2 separate regions of the Triticum aestivum genome follow, and region 2 is linked to region 1. A link is a contact called in public Hi-C data. All regions are on one chromosome and are shown on one strand. Each heading gives the region's core, a stretch centred on a gene start, on an enhancer-like site or on the middle of the called end of the contact. The rest is flanking DNA. Distances are from core to core; before and after follow the strand shown.

Region 1 (3,228 bases), core at 83-2,582:
TCCGGAAGAGGTGTGGAGGATATGTAGGATTCTCCGCGAAATAGTCTTGCATCAACATCTCATTCCCAAGATGGCGATTCCAAGGAATGCACAGACGCCCGAGAGTAGATCCTCGTCTCCTCTTCCGATGCTCGTCTTCATGCTCCTTCACAGCAAGTGCCATGACTAATGTTTGCCGCCGAAAGGTCGCAAGCATGGTCTCCACATCCGAGTCGTTCGAATCGGACGAATCGGATAGCAAGAACTTCTCGCACGGGGTCAACTCCATCTACACGCACACCTACGCGTCAATCTACTACACAGCTCGCAAAAATCACAAAGAAGGGACTAACCGGTGGCGGGTGATCACGGGCGGCGACGAGGGGGTGCGCTCGATGGTGGTCGATCCCCGGCGGCGGCGGCGACGGGTGGCGGCTCTTCTCGCCGGATCCGGAGGAGCGGTGCAGCCGCTCGGCGTGGGAGGGTGTGGGCGGCCCCGCGGCGCGCTTCCGCCCGCAGATATGGCCGGAATCACCGACGGCGGGCGGGCGGAAGCAAGGGCGGGCGGGCGGCGGAAGGAGGGGGGAAAAGATCGCGGGGCTGAAATGTCCCTCCCGCCAACTGCTTCTCTGTTATGCAGGGCACCGCAGCCGCGAGGGGGAAACCCGCGTTTTCCCGGGTTGGGGTCGGGAATTTGCCGCGCCCTTCAAAATTTTTTGCGGGTCGAGACGGAATGCCGGGTCTGGTCAGGCAGGCTTTTCGGCCCATACCCGTATTTCGACGGTTATTTTGCGGATCGGAGACACATGTGGGGTCTGCTAGAGTTGCTCTTATGAGGTGGGCACTTTGGTGCTGGGACAGACCGAGGTAGGGCATTCTCGTCCAAATTGTTGTGCCAGCCCACACATTGGTATTTGCGTCTAAATCTATGTGCACTACATAGAGGAATGGGAATAGAGAGAGTGCTATTTTTTTGATGTACTATCCATAAAAGATGTACGCGTACCCGTGTACACCATATCCGTGTCGTTTATTGAACTCAGTATTTCCTTTACGAACTTTGTTTTTTTGACGGGATTTCCTTTACGAACTTCGCTTTATTGGGTTCCTTGCTTCGCTTCCCCTCCCTACCTTGCCCGTGCTTTGTCGGTTTTTTTTTCCTTTTTGAGGAATATTTGTGCTTTCTCGTTGGCGAGGTCGGCTTTTTAAATTTGTTTGAGCAACCGGTGGCGAGGCCGCTGAGGCTGCGAGCCCCTGGACTGGACCCAACACTCCAACAGGCAGGGCCCAAAGTAAAAGGGCCGGAGCGTGGTGGGGTCCCAGCAGCCTGCGCGCCCCCACACGTCGCCACGTCACCGCCTCCACGTCTATTGCTGGAGTTGGACGGCAGGAACCGGCGCCTGCTCCACTCCACTCCGCGTCTCCGCCTTCTCCCCCCTCCTATAAATCCCGCCCGCTGGACACGGCGGATCCATTTCTCGCATATTTTTCTTCCCGTTTCCCGATTCAAGTCAGCGGTTAGGGTTCGGAGATCTCGGCGTCGCATCGCGGCCATGGCGGTGAGCTCTCCCGGTTCCCCCTCTCTCTGTCGGCCGTCGGCGGCAGCGCCGTTTCCGGCCCGAGTGCTTCTTGGCTCTGTTGATCTGGTCTTGGTTTGCGTGTTAGACTTTAGAAGCAGGGGTTTTGGTTTGGGGGGGTTCTAGATTTGGGCATACGCAGTCCTGGATAGAATTTTCTTTTTGTCAATTTGTCCTGCCAAAGATGGGGAAAGTAGAGAGTTTGGCTCCAGAAATTGGTGTCCCTTAGGAATGTAATGTGGGATAGTGTATCGGAGGCAGCCGTTTCTTACCAATCGATTCTAGTGAAATCTCGTCCGGTTTCGCTCGGCATTCTACCTGCCTGAATGTGGGATGGCCGGCGGGCTGAATCTGCCGCCCACTCATGTAGAATGCTGATAGGGTACTCAAATCACTTAGGTGCCAGCGCCGTCGATTTATCTAGTTATTGTTACTGTGGCCAAGTGTTGTGATTTGTGAGCCATGAACAGCCTTCCGTAACCCTTTTTTTTTTGGCAAACTTTTGTTTGATATTATGATGTCTGCAGTGAGTGGTTTAACCAGCGTGTATACTTGGTTAATATCCTGTCCCATGTTATCTGTTTATGCCTGCTTGCTTGTGCTGAAGTATTAGGTGCAAAAAAAATGATCTTATTACTTCTTTTTATTGCATTGTGAACACCAAGAATGTTATGTAACAATCAGTGCATGGTGAATATTGAGCTTTCTTTCTCCTCTATATTTCATAATAGCAAAAGAGCGCTGATTACGTCAGTTTACAGTTTAGCTATTTTATTTTATTTGATATGCTAGCTGCACTGACTAGTAAAATATCGTTGGGGTCATACAATGCCTGTCACGGAAAAAAGGTCTTGGCGGTGACTGTGAGTGCTATATACATGTTCATTACGAGCGGCACATACTGATCTGCATACAAATTGAATAGTTGTTGTGCATAAAACCTAGCATGATGGCACAGTTTAAACATGCAAACCTTCGAAGGAGATGATGTTTTTAGCATGAATAAATCACTTTATGAACATCTGAGGTTGAAATATTAAGCTTGATGCATAAAGTGGCTGCATATGTTTCCAGCGATTTGATATGAACAGTTAGTGGCCAATCTTGTCCAAAAATATTAGTTTGGGGTACCGGATTTAAAATAATCCTAAGACATTGGGAACAAATTCATCATTTTCTAACATAGATCGGAGCTGTGGAGGTGGTAAGTTCTTTCTTTTTTAACTGAGGTTGTGTAATGTTGATTAGGAAATCCCATTAGATATTGTGTAATGCCTTACTAGAAACAAGATAAGGCACAAGTTATCGATTTAGGCCATCGGTGTTATTTATGTGACAGTGCATAGAAGTCTGCATTACTTATTAGTTTTTCAGATACTGTACAAGTGTGTGTTGCTGAGCTTCTTCTCATATAGCCTAGAACAACATACTATCTATGAGATGGAGTATTAATTGTTCCTTTTTATACTTTTATTTCTTTGATGAAGACAAGCACGCTTAGCACAGTCATGGTGAGCAATTTGTCGCTAAAAGCAGCACTAAGAGATGTAAAGGAATTCTTTTCCTTTTCTGGTGACCTTGTGCATGTTGAAATGCAAAGGTTAGTAATACGATCTTCATTATGCTTGTGGTCCACTGTGTACTATCAATCTCATTAACCTTTTAAATACTT
Region 2 (3,221 bases), core at 462-2,961, 200 kb after region 1:
CTATTATATGGATATTTTACAGGAGCACTCGTAGTATATTGCGTCGAAATGATTAGCGAGAGATAGCGTTCCTGCTGCCCTGATTCCCTCATGGAACCAAATAAGAAATGCGACGCGGCACCGATCATGCATGTGCGCCCACTCCGGTCGTCTATGTGCATGGAAGGCATGCGGTTAGATGGTCAAGGCACTCTCTTGCCAAATTGGGCGCCCCAATTAGTCTACAGCCAAATTGCTTCCATCACGAAACTGTCTGCGATTTGAGGTAGCGGCTCGGAGCCCTGAGGTGACAATTTCTTCCTGGATGCAATGCAACAAGCGTTATTTGCCGGACACACGGCCACGTCTCCGGTCAAATTTGGGTGGATGGATAATGCATGCAGGAAAGTGAAGTTCAAATGCAACCCGGCCTCCAGCTCCAGCCTCCAGTAAACATCCCATTCCTGGGCCTGGTAGAAACCTAAATCAGCCAACAGTAAACATCACGTGTGCTTAATTACGTGGATCAGCTCAAGCAGCACTCCCCAAATCGCAGCAATTTTACAAGTAGTTCTATATATGCATGCTTTGAGAACACATAACAAATTTACCATTTGAACGGCTACTAGTTACCACCACATATATATTATCCCATATCCGTACTTAACTGTGGACATTGAAAACTTCGGCGCTGAGGCCGTTTAATCAAATCATACCATACCCGTACTCGATCGGGGACGACGTTTTTCCCTTTGAAACGAATTATTAAAAAGGAGCAGCAAAAACATGCGGTCCAATTATGATTATTCATTCGCTTTTGATCGCGAGCTCGACTGTTTGTTGCGGGGTTGCGATCCGCCACCGTCCTGCAGCTGCAGTTCCCCCGCGGGTTATAATTGGGGAAGAAAAATAAAAACGGGACGAATTAGGCAGCGAGTCTAATGAATCGTAGGGTGCATGCTAACGCTGCGCTGATTCGCCTATCGGAGCCTCCCAACAGTGCTGCGCGTACTGTTCCCCAATCCCGGCGATAAATTTGGTTCCAAGCAAAGCCGCTTTATTTGCTAACTGTTCCCCGCCATTAAGAAACTGATCTGGACGAATCATGCAAAGGAGGAGAGATCCGTTCCGTTCCGCGGCCCGTCCCTGTCCCGGTTAACCTACTTTTTCTTGTGGGTGTGTGTGTTTTCGCCATTGCCAGATCATGAGCCATGGACTGTCTGGGTGCCGCCGTGTCGCCGTGACGCGGATCGCCGGGGCGGGGGCACACGTCCGGTCGTGGGGGCGACCACGCGATCCCGCCGGTCCCAGCCGGACATCGTACGAGGCACGAAAGGAGAGAAGAGAACCCCACCAAGACCGCGGCGGCGCAACGTCGGCAGGCCCGCCCGCGGCCGAGGAAATCAGGCGACCGGGAAATAAACTAGCCCGACAGAATCACAGACACACGCAAGGCGATCCGCCACCTTCTCGTCGGGGACGGATGGATCGATCGGGACGGACGGGCTCAGGTGTATAGTGTAGCGCAGCCCAGGTGTAGTGGTGACAGGCGGGGCCGGGTTTGGTGAGCGGTGGGGACGGGGGCAGCGGCAGACACATGAGCACACGGACCAGGCCGTGGCTGGCTGGGTGTCAGCTGTCGCAGGGTCAGGGGACGGGACGCGCAGCAGCCAAAGTTTCACCCCGCGCGCGTGTATATATACCGGCGGCCCGGCCAGTGTCCCGGTTGCATCTCGCACACCTCCGGCACAAGAGAGCGCAACAGCAACAGCTAGCGCGGAGACAGGCCATCGGCCGGCCGGCGACCATTCGGGCTAGCTAGCTGTTTGAAGCGGTGGGAGGGAAGGAGGGGCCGATGGGGAAAGGCCGGGCACCGTGCTGCGCCAAGGTGGGGCTCAACAGGGGCTCCTGGACGCCGGAGGAGGACATGCGCCTCATCGCCTACATTCAGAAGTTCGGCCACGCCAACTGGCGCGCCCTGCCCAAGCAAGCAGGTAATGCCTCGCCGTCGATCGAACAGTAGCATGAGTTCATGCCAATTTTTGCTTAAGGGAGAACTCGACTGATGCATGTGATGTGTTTTGGTTCGACAGGTTTGCTCCGGTGCGGCAAGAGCTGCCGCCTCCGGTGGATCAACTACCTCCGGCCCGACCTCAAGCGCGGCAACTTCACCGTCGAGGAGGAGGAGACCCTCATCAAGCTGCACAACATGCTCGGCAACAAGTGCGTTCATCGCTTTCCTTTTGCAGCACCCTGAAGAAAGCTCCATACATGTGTAATCAACTGCAGTGGGCTAACAATTGCTGTCCAGGTGGTCCAAGATCGCGGCGTGCCTGCCGGGGAGGACCGACAACGAGATCAAGAACGTCTGGAACACGCACCTCAAGAAGCGGGTGGCGGCCAGCGCCGGGGAGCAGAAGAAGGGCGGGGCCAAGGGCAAGAAGAAAACCACCTGCGCCGACGTGCCGGCGCCGTCTCCGTCTCCATCCTCTTCCACAACCACCACGACCACCACCACGACCAACTGCTCCAGCGGCGAGTCCGGCGAGCAGAGCAACACCAGCAAGGAACTAGAACTAGAATTGGAGCTGGAGAAGATCGAGATCCCCATGCTGGACCTCGGCTTCGACCTCGACATGCTGCTGGACACCGTCACCAACACGCACTGCCCGGCCATCTCTTCGGCGCCGACCTCGCGCTGCTCGTCCGCGTCCCCGACGTGCGTGGTGGACGACGGCGCGCTGCTCGACCTGCCGGAGATCGACATCGTGCCGGAGCTGTGGAGCATCATGGACGGCGAAGGCGGCGCCGGCGCCTGCGCCGAAACGGCGCAGGTCCCGTGGAGCAATGCGGCGCCGTGCGACGGCAAGGGACCAGAGGCGAGCGCCGCAACGGCCGACGACGAGGACGGAAAGGAGTGGTGGTTGGAAGATTTGGAAAAGGAGCTGGGCCTGTGGGGGCCCATCGACGACTACCAGTACCAACAACCGGACCCGCAAGGCCTGTCGGGTCGCGCGGACCCGCTCTCCGCCAGCGTGGACGACCCCGTGTCGTCCTACTTCCAAGCCGGCCCCGCCAGCGCCACGTCAACCATCCATGGGCCCGAAGCCTCTGCAGTTCTCACAGACATCCCCATGGGTCTATGAGATCACTCGGTATATATAAACCGTCCGATCTCTTAGTATAGAAACAAGCACCGCGATCGGACGGCCACGACTGATGCTAGTACACAACATATACAT

Evidence for each region. A called contact is a pair of places that touch in the nucleus more often than the background predicts.
Region 2: a contact with region 1 is called in a Hi-C map of leaf, with 3 times the contacts expected there. The contact joins the promoter of LOC123186010 here to the promoter of LOC123190343 in region 1. A contact is called at or near these places in 4 of 5 Hi-C or Micro-C datasets (leaf and root).

What each region holds. Positions count from the first base shown.
Region 1 is chr2A:698,485,279-698,488,506 of IWGSC CS RefSeq v2.1, forward strand. It overlaps LOC123190343 (binding partner of ACD11 1), which reads left to right and starts at 1,333. Exons shown (of 5, transcript XM_044602969.1): 1 at 1,333-1,538; 2 at 3,044-3,156. The coding sequence starts at 1,533.
Region 2 is chr2A:698,683,215-698,686,435 of IWGSC CS RefSeq v2.1, forward strand. LOC123186010 (myb-related protein Zm1) reads left to right here and starts at 1,712. Exons shown (of 3, transcript XM_044597808.1): 1 at 1,712-1,973; 2 at 2,073-2,202; 3 at 2,291-3,221. The coding sequence starts at 1,835. The coding sequence ends at 3,125.